2 separate regions of the Anser cygnoides genome follow, and region 2 is linked to region 1. The links are chromatin contacts, called in public Hi-C maps. All regions are on one chromosome and are shown on one strand. The core of a region is the stretch at or near the end of the contact, and the rest is flanking DNA. Distances in the headings are between cores, read along the strand shown.

Region 1 (4,995 bases), core at 1,441-3,940:
CAAGCAGAATACAGTGCTGTTCATGTTTTCATTATGAGTGTTGATTGCTTTTTGGATAAACCAAAACTAAAGGAGTACGCTGGATCCTTGCTATCGTATGCAAGTAACTAGTGAACCCTCCTCTGGTGCTCCAGAACTCAAAGGATAACTGTGGACACCATATGCTTACAAGCAGCCCAGTAGCCTCTCACACAAGCCAGGGGCTTTAACAAATGTTCCCCCATCATGAGTTGGAGACGGCAGAAATAGATCCAGGTGATCCAGACCATCCAACGTGGACCCTTTTCAGCAAGCTGCATGCTTTTCACGATGGTAAAAATACAAAAGGCTTCCACCTACTAAAACAAGGACCACGCTATCCTAGATTCCCTCTTCACAAACCTCAGCGGGCTAACACTGACAGATATCAGTGCAGCCTAGCGGGATCCAGCTGCGCACCATCCAGCTCTCAGCGAGATGCCCCACTTCGCTTCCGCGCCCTCCCTACCGCAGACTAGCGGATACGGTGCTTAATCATACCGCAAGAGCGATCGGGGGCACGTCGAAGCCAAGAGGACGCGTGCGGTTACCCGTCTTCGACAACAGCCCTCCCACCCCCAGCATCCGGGGCGGGCTGCGCAGCGCTGCTTTGGCTGCTGCTGCTGCTGGTTGTGGTGGCGGTGCTGCTGGGGACGCTGCTGGTGGTGCTGCTGCTGCTGCTGGTCGTGGTGGTGGTGCTGCTGGGGATGCTGCTGGTGGTGCTGCTGCTGGTCGTGGTGGTGGTGCTGCTGGGGACGCTGCTGGTGGTGACGGTGCTGCTGCTGCTGGTCATAGCGGTGGTGCTGGTTGTGGTGCACCCCCAGCCCGGCTCCGCGCCCCCCGGCTGCACCCGGAGCCTGGTGGGCGGTGTCTCCTCCTCATGCCCGACACCCCCCCATGTCCCCCGTCCCCAGCCCCGTCCCCGGTCCCGTCCCGTCACCTGTAGCCGAGCGGCAGCTCCCCGCGGCCCGCTCTCCTCAGGCACCGCAGCACCGCGTCCAGCTCTGGTGACGGCGGCGGCTCCGCGCCGCCCGGCTCCTGTCGGGTTGGGAGCGCTCGGCGGACGAAGTCCCCGGCAGCCTGCAGCCAGCGGCGCTCCTGCGGAGAAGCAGACACACGGGGCCTCAGCGCGGCGGGGCCGGGGGACCGGGCGGCCCGGGGAAGCCCGGGGCTCCCTCACCGCCGCGCTGGGCTCCGCCATGATGGCGGCCGGGCCGCGGTACCACGGCAACGGGGCGGCGGCGGGAAGCGCGCGGGGCCCGCCGGGAGCTCCCCCCCCCGCCCCGCTCCAGTCCTGTGTGTGGAGATTTGCTTTGGGGGGGGAATAATTTCTCTGACACTCGTGCTGTTCTGGTGAAGTGGCTTTTTTCTTTTTTGGAAGGCCGAAGGGCCGTGCAGAGCGATGCCTCATGCACTCGTGTGATGGTCTGAGGTGAATGTGAACGCTCCGCGAGAGCTGTGGTTTCCCCCTCCTCGTTCCATCTCTCCCTTTAGGAACGGGTGTTGTGTTGTTCTTGGTCAAGGCAAGGGAACGAGCCAGGCAAAACTTGGTAAACCTCTTCCATCCCTACCCCTGGAGGTGGCCACTGCCAGGTGAAAGGCAGCCTGGCCATCTCCAGCCCTGCAGGAAGCTGCTGCGGACCAGCCGGAGCCGGCCCCGAGGCTGAAGGGAGCGGAGCCATGAAGCTGCGCTGCTCTGGTTACCTTGTGCCGTGCACGTGCCGCTGCTGGCTTCTGTACAGCAGATAAGCAAGCCCGGAGTACAAACAAGAGCGTGGAGATGTTTGGCTTCATCTGAAACAATTCAAGGAAGGCCCAGTGTTGATTTTATGCATGTCTGGGGCTTCTGCATGTGAAACGGGAATGTTCTTCCAAAACAAAGCTTAGTAGCTCAATCGAAAGACCTCTGAGTGCAGTACAGAGATAACTGCAGAAAATGGGAGGACGGTGCCCTGTCACAAACCCTCCCCATGGCAGACTGTCCCCTGTCCCTGGTAAATGGGTGCAGCAGCTGTCCCACTCGTGGTCCCTCCTGTTCATGACACCTGTCTCTTGAAGTAGCAATGGCCAACGCTGGTCATCCTCAGCAGGCGAGGGGCAGGAGCAGATATACAAAGAATAAAAGTTACCTCAGGAGCAGAAATGGCTCTGCAACATGAGGGTGAGGCTTTAGGAACAGCAAATAAAACAGAGTTCTTTATCATTTAGCCACTTATTCCTCACTGTGTACGTTATTTTTCATTATATTTAAAACACTACCTTTAGAAACACGTATTAAGCAGAGCTCATCCAGAATACTGCCTACACTGCATCATTACATTACTTCCCACTGCCCCTGCAGCTGCTTCACTGAAATGTACAGGAAGACATATACTTCACATTAAAAGGTACAGGGCATATACACTCCAAATATGCTACTCTGGGCTGATAAATGCATTTCTTAAAAGTACTTATGTGCTTACAATGTAGTTAAGGGGCAAAGAGTTCCCTTACAGCTGCAGGGTGAAGCTCCACACGAACTTGCACTAAGTAAGGCTGAAACGGCTTTATATCAGGAAATTTTAAGATTACAGCGAGCCTCCTTTTCCGTGTATTTTCCGGCCGTCTCAGTCACACGACACCACCGACCGGTTCAGATTTTTAAGGAACACGCGTGCTGCCGGGCACCCCGGCGGCACACAGACGCCTCCGCCGCCCGCGCTGAACTTCGCCTGATCTGCCTTCAGAGCCAAGGCTGCCCCGGGAGCCCCAACCGGGAGCCGAGCCCCAACCGGGAGCCGAGCCCCGGCTGCCCGCCCCCGGGGGCGGCCCGGGGGTCGGGGCGGCCGTGCTGGGGCCGCCCTCCGCCGCCCGTCCTCCTCGCTGCCGCCGAGCGCAGCCTGCGGCAGGAAGCGGGAGCCGGGCCGGGCTCGCTCCGCGCTGCTCCGCCCGGGGCTGGGCTGGGCTGGGCTGGGCTGGGGCCGCTTCTCTGATCGCCGGGACCCTGCCATGGGGACGTAGCGGGCGGCGGAGCCATGCCCGGCGCGGCGCTGCCCCGCAGCTCGCTATGCACGGTAAGGCACGGCGGGGCTCGGCTGCGGGCGGCCCCGGAGCTGAGGGACGGGTGGGGGCCGGGAGTCCGGGGGGGGGTCTCCCTGTGCCCCGGGTCCGCGGCCGGTGTCGGTGCTGCCGCTCCTCGGGGCCCCGCTCCTCCCCGCCCGCTTTGGGCTGCCGCTGCCCGGGGGCTTGCCTTGCCCCGGGGGAGCCATTTTCTCCCTCAGGGGGGAAGGCAGCGGGAGGCGCGGGGCAGCGGGGACGGGGCTGGCGCCCGGTGCCGTTTCCGGGATTTATCCTGACTCAGGGAAAACGCCGCTGGATTTACGGGAACGGCCGGCGGTTTTCCCGGAGGCCCTTAACTCCCCACGTACCGAGGGGCTGGCTCTGGCGGCAGGCAGCCCCCGGGCGGCCTGGGGTGCTGCAGTAACCTCGGGGAGGGGCGACTGGGATCCCTCAAACAGGGATCGGAGGGCTCTGCCCCCACCCCGAGCTTGGGGCTGCTCAAACAGCGAGTTTGCGTTTGCTGTTGAGATTTCTTCTAACTTCTCGGCTGTCCGGGGTCGAGGTGGCTGAGCCCTTCTTCGCAATTTCGCGGGAGAAAAGGTTGTTTTTGGAAGAAATCTGAGAGTTTCGTGACTAAGCTGGCTGATGGGGGTGGACGGCCGTGCGGTATCGGGCGTGTGATAGCGACCGGGAGCGTATCGTTTCGTGATAACGCGATGATGCGGGTTTGACTCGCAAGTGGGTTTGGCTGTCTCTGAGAAGTTGTTCCGTGTGTTTACGCTGAGAGTCTGCCTGTCCTGCAGCTTCTTGCCTTTCTTTATTTAAGCGTGATGTCACGGCTTTACGTTATGGTATAGAATTTGCAAGATCGACCTGTTTGCCCCTGAATACCCGAGCTTTCTAGTAACAAACGCTTGCACTTGACTGCTCTAGACTTATAATGCTGGGTAACTTGTTCATTTGCCATCAGACAGTTGTGTCTACCCAACTCAAAGGTACCTTCTTCCAGAAGTTTTCATTTCTGCTCGTGGAAGCTTTTGGAAACCAGTTACACAACTTGTGCTGGCGAGACAGCACAACTAAAGCTGCGGACTGGGAGCACTCCGTGCCTTAACCCTGCCTGTGGATCACTTACATCTCGGGACCTAGACAGGGCATGTGAACTGCTGAAGTAACTTGCATTTAGATTTTAAAGCAGTTAGCAAACCCGAATAAGTGTATTTCTGTCTTCATGATGGCGGTGCACATATTTTGCTGTAGTTCAGATGCTATATGTGATATTACTGACATTATTCTCAGCAAAACGCACAAAATTTCTGAATTCCTTAATCTTTATGTTGTCCTTAGTTAAATAATATGTTACAGGAAGAGCGCCCTTTAGTAGGATTTCTTTTTCAGGACATTTTTTCCCTGCCTATTTGCATGTAGTCGTTTCAAGTTCGTAATTACACCACACACACTCATTCCAGATAGTCCACATCTTTTCCATAAAACCATACTGTATTTGTTAATGTTACAATTCCCGCTCTGTTGCATGCCCTCCTGTCTTCCATTTACTTTCCATATCCTTCTACATTTGCCCTCGTGGCCTTTCTTACTTCCTTGATGCCTCCATTCTAGTTTTCCAATTCTTTTATGTTTCCTCTGATTCTTCAGAATTTCCTGTAATTTGTTCCTATGCGTTCTCTCTTTCTGCATGTCCTTAACATCATTTCCTTGTCCTCTGTGTTTTTGCCTTGTACTTCCAGCTTTTGCAGTAGAAAAAAAAATGGCAGCTGTCTTCACTGAGCCCAGTGTGTTTTCTCATTTAAAAAGTAAGTTTATATATAAGGGCGGTTTCATTTGTTAAAGGCAGTTCAGATTTATGAGGAAAAAAAAATAGCCATAAGGGTGCTCCTGACATCAATTCCTTCTGAAGGTAAAGGGAGGAATTGCAAT
Region 2 (4,995 bases), core at 1,552-4,051, 170 kb before region 1:
TCACAAACTAACTGTGAAGATTTCTAACATAAACTGTAAATTAGGCTGCTGTGTGATGAATGCCATGTGTGTCTGATGACTGAGAAAAGTGGGAGTTGTTTATTTTCCCTGAAGTCATGAGCCTTTTCTCAGAAATCCTCAGCCTTGTGGGGTAGAGGGAAGGAGAAGAATTACAACTCTCCTGGACTACTTTTGCATCAAATAGTGAGCGGCCTTGAAACAAACAGACCAGGCATCAAGAGCCTAGTGTTTTATAGTTGTTATAAATAGTATATAATTAATAATTCATCTGAGTTAAACTCAGGCTTTTTATAGGCTAAGTATTTTGAAAGTATTGAAATTAATTGCTAGCTATCACCAGTTAGACAATCTTTGAAAAAAGTCTGTACACGTAAAGCAATTTATTGTAGTATGTGGTGAGTTCTTCAATACTGACCTTTTAGAAAGGTGCTTAAGTAAAACTCACCTCTTCTTAACTATTCTAGTTCCATCTTCTCTTACAGATATTTTAAAAATAATTTTTCAGCTCCTTTCATGCTTTGAAGTGCCATTTATGGAGTGATATATTGTGGTACACTTTTTCAGGGGGGTGGAATGTAACCCCAAATATGTTACAGTGTATCTGTTTATGGAGATTGCCTTATCAGTGGTTGGAGTCTGCATCTGTTAGGATACCATGCAAAAGTAAAGTTCAGACTGCAGACTTGACTGTATTCTTGAGCTGCTGCTAGCAGCTGTCTTCCCTGACCTCTACTGGAGGGCTTAGAAGGCACAGCTGGAGATCTGTCTGGAGAGCAATCTTCATCCACTTTAGCCTCACAAGGCAGCTGCAGAAGCTGGAAGACTTGCTGTACTTCAAATTGCCTCAGCATTCCAAACCATTCCGCTTATTTTGATCTCTTCGATGTTTCTTTCCTTCTCCATACTTGTCCCAATCACCTCCAATCAGTCTGTAAAATTTCAGACAACTCAGTTACTCCTTTACAGGGAAACTAGCAAATAGTCCGATTGTTCATGTTGCTTTCTTCTATAGATTAGGTGGCTCTGCTACTAGCTGAAGGCATGCAGTTACTTCCCCCGCAGTATTCAATACTCAGGTATTTACATGGTCCTTGTAACAACTTGTGGTGTGCTATGATCTCTTTTAGCACTTTGCATTTGTTTGTTACTGAGGTGATGTATTCAAAGAACAATTATAATGTCATTATCTAATTGAGTATCAACTCATTTACTTCACATGGAAAAGTGGGATTTCTTTCCTATATTGTGTATGTAAGCGTATGTGTTGGGTGTACTTTGCTTCTCTGACACTTAGTATTGGAAGGTTCATCTGTCATTCCTCATTCTTATTACCCTTACTAAACTTTACCTCACTCTACTCCCTTTTTGCAGTACAGTAGTGTTGAGGAAAGATGGACCCCCAACATAGACTTTTGTGGGACTCCACTGTTGGCTTCCCACTGACATGAAAACTCATCTCCTATTCCATACGTTCTCATTTCTGCCTTTTCATCAGATTCTAGCCCTGTGAGGATACTATCCTCTGATGTAGCTCTGATTATTTAAGTGTTTGGACAGGCATCTCTTACTTTAGGGTTCATTTGTAGTCCCTTTGGATATCCACCAAACAAATTTCCATTGCCCATGGGTTGATCTACTCTTTTTCAAGTAATCAAGTATGGTTTGGTAAGGCTTCCTTTACAAAAATGCTAGTAATGGGCATAACATACAGAAAGGCTTTGCTGGAGCTCCTCAGGGTGAGCCATTGGTAGAGTATTGTAATCTGTTCCTTGCACTAATACTTTCTCGTTCTCCAAATGTTTTCAACCCATGTAGTCCAGATGTTTTATTTTCATCCATCACCATAACAGCAAATCATCTCATCCTACCCCATGTGCAACTTCCTGAATATTTGTGCAAAAATCTATTGTTTTAACTAACAGATGTTAACGGACTGCTGATCCTAACTAATTTCCTGCTGCATGTGATTTCACCTGCGACTTTTTGCTGGCTTCTTGTAACTGTACATCAAGCGCAGAATGCACTGCACTGATGATGTGAGGATTTCATGGAGCACTCCAGGGCACTACGGGGTAGCAAAAAGTAAGCTCGTTTTTCCTGGTTTGGACGAGGGCTGCATTTTTAGGGAAAATCCTTGTTTTAAAAAAAAGCAAGGTAAGGATGTAACATATAAAGGGTAAGTGATGGGTGTGTAGGGCAGCTAATTAGGAGTGCTAATTGCAGGGGGCAGTGGGGAAGGGTAAGGAGGCAGAGGCTGGTGTTTAGTGACAGAAACAACATTTATTTTTTTTATTTTATTTATTATTTTTATTTACTTTTATTTATTTCTTTATCTCTGTCACGTAGGTATTCTGTGAACACAACGTTTTAAATGGGAGAAGAAAACAAAATTTTATTTTAACTTTGCCAGCCCACCGGCTGTGGAAGCGCTCGGAGCCAGCTGTGGTCCCGAGCCCCCCTCAGGGCCCTGTGGGGCCCGTAACGGCCGCCCGCCGGGGCGGGGCCTCCCGACAGCTGCTTCCCCTTTAAGAGCTTCCGCCCTCCCCCGCTCTCTCATTGGCCGGCCGGGGTGCCGATCTGCGGCAGTTCCTGTTTCGGCCACCTTAACTTGTTGACGGCACGCGCCGCCAGCCTCGACCCCTCCGCCCGCCGATTGGCCCCGCGCCGCCTCCGCCCCTCCCACTCCCAGCGAGCGACGCCTTCCCCCGCCCACCGCTCTTTGATTGGCCGCGGCGGCTAGACCCGCGCCGCCGGATTGGCTGCGGCGGGCCGCGCGTGCGGGCAGCAGGTTCGGGTGCGCGGCAGGGGAGCGGAGCGGAGAGGAGGCAGCGGCGGCGGCGCGGGGTGCCCGCACGGAGAATGGTGCCCGCCGTGGGGGCGCCGCCGCCCAGCCCGCCCAGCCCGCCGGTGAGGGAAGGGAGGGGAGGGGAGGGGGAGGGGAGGGGAGGGGAGGGGGAGGGGAGGGGAAGAGGGTCGCCGTTATGCCCCCCCCCGACCGTTGCCCTGAGGGAGGCGACGGTTGGAGGGCGCGCGCCGGGCTTCGGCCTGTTGCCATGGCGACGGCGGGTGCCCCCCCCCCCCCCCCAACCGGGCCCCTTTGTCCGTGAGGGGGGAACGACCGGGGCCCGGTTGTGTCCGGGGTTTATTCACGGCACGGCCCTTGGAAACCGGCCGTTCCCCTCGGGTGTACCTTCGGCTGGGGTCCTGAGGGAAGGAGGCTTGTGGGCACACCCCGAGCCGTGTCAGAATTAAAAATTCTGGCCGATTTCAGTCGGATTTGGCAGTAGCAGAGGCCTTACGGAGACGCGGGTAAGGCAGAAGGATGCGTTGGGTCACTGGCCGTAAGTACCTAGAAAATTGCGTGTCTTTATTTTTACTTTTCACATAATAGCTTAGCTTTTCTATTATATCGCATGCAGATGCGATTATTAAAAACATTAAGCAAAAGTAGCATAACGATTGCACGTTAAGCAGTCAGAAGTAGGTGATGTAAAAGCTTGGTTTGGAAACATGACTTTAGTTTCTTTTTCTCCTCCATATCCAGTGCGTTGGAGCAATGTTGCTTACGTTGATTACGTTATACGGCACTTTAACAAACCGCAGGGTGTTACTTGGCACACGTGTGCAATAATCAAACAAGCAAGAAGGAATAAATATGGAGAAATGGTCCTTAGTATTATTATAAGGATTTAGAAGTTTAATTCTGACTTACAATTACTGGTATAATAATGATCGTGCTATAATAACGATAAGTACTTTTTGGAGTGAAGTAGGTTTGACAACTGGAAATGCGTTCATCACTTAACTGGAACTAAACTTGGAAACTGTTTGTGTTCCAAGCGTGGCTTTAAGGCGGGTATGTTCAAAATAACATATCAAGTGTGTGAAGCACCATGAGAATAGATGCAACCCATGTAGTACTTGGATATTGTTTACTGCCTTTCAGAATAAGGTTATCAACACCTGGAAGGATTTTAAGAGTGGAGAGAAAACTGGTGCTGGAGCCTGGAGGAGTCTGACAGCTGTAAGGACAGAATTAGGTTGTGGGTGCGTGCTGGGAGCTTTACTCCTTTGGTTCCTGGCTTTCAAAGCAGTAAGTGTTCCCAAGAGCTGAGCGGGGACGGACTGAAGTGTCTGTTAGGTGTGTGGCGTTGTGGTGTGTGTCTGGCACGTGCCTGCTGTGTGCATCACGGGCTCGACTGTTGTAGCCGAGCGTTAGCCTTAGGCTGCGATTCCGAAGACAACACGTGAAGAAGGTGGCAAAAATTAAGCGGCAGTGTTCTGCGGACACCACGGACCGAGCTGCTCCGGCCTTTCCCCTTTCTCTTCTTGGGTCAATGTAGAGGGTGCTTCCAGCTTCTTTAAGGGGAGGAATTAAAGAGCTACTTCTGTGTGTTGTTTGTTTGTTATGATTTCAACATACTAAGAAAACAAACAACACCTCAGGCTTCCAGGTATTGAAGTCTGACAAATTAGTCAGCAGGGCGACTTGGAATTGAGCTCTATTCGCATGCACCTTTACTTTGCAAAGCGGGTTGGTGCGAAGTGTGTGGCATTATACACAGTCATCTTCAGTTTTGGCGTGAGTTAATGTAATGTATGGATTGAATTTGGATTCTAAACAGGGTAGAAGTTAAATACTCATGGAGGACATGGGTGGGGTCATGCTGAATTTGGCAAGGACAAGTCAATTGTTTAATTTTTGTATGAGTGCTTGTGTTGTTACAATAACCGTTTGGATCCAGGATGGTCTTAAAATTAACTTTGTAAATGATACATGCCTGGGGAGAAGTATAAGTAGCATTTGGTGTGAAGGGATCCTCCATGAATCACGGCTGTTTACATCTGAACTTTTAAATATATATATTATTACACTTTTGTGTGTGTGTGTATATATACTTACTGTGAAACCTATGCCACTTTGAAGGGTAGTGAATGAGTGTCACCGCACAACGTTTCAGCTGACTCTGTTTT

Evidence for each region. Hi-C and Micro-C count contacts between places; a contact is called where the count stands out from the background.
Region 2: a Hi-C map of liver shows a contact between it and region 1, with 10 times the contacts expected there. The contact joins the promoter of USF3 here to the promoter of TNFRSF1A in region 1. A contact is called at or near these places in 2 of 7 Hi-C or Micro-C datasets (both in liver).

Annotation. Positions count from the first base shown.
Region 1 is chr1:100,465,558-100,470,552 of Taihu_goose_T2T_genome, reverse strand. TNFRSF1A (TNF receptor superfamily member 1A) reads left to right here and starts at 2,690. Exons shown (of 10, transcript XM_048047600.2): 1 at 2,690-3,071. The coding sequence starts at 3,033. CTC1 (CST telomere replication complex component 1) reads right to left here and starts at 2,259. Exons shown (of 24, transcript XM_048047593.2): 1 at 1,723-2,259; 2 at 959-1,116. The coding sequence starts at 1,812.
Region 2 is chr1:100,636,792-100,641,786 of Taihu_goose_T2T_genome, reverse strand. It overlaps USF3 (upstream transcription factor family member 3), which reads left to right and starts at 2,801. Exons shown (of 8, transcript XM_048047623.2): 1 at 2,801-2,928. It overlaps NAA50 (N-alpha-acetyltransferase 50, NatE catalytic subunit), which reads left to right. Exons shown (of 8, transcript XM_048047635.2): 5 at 1-2,928.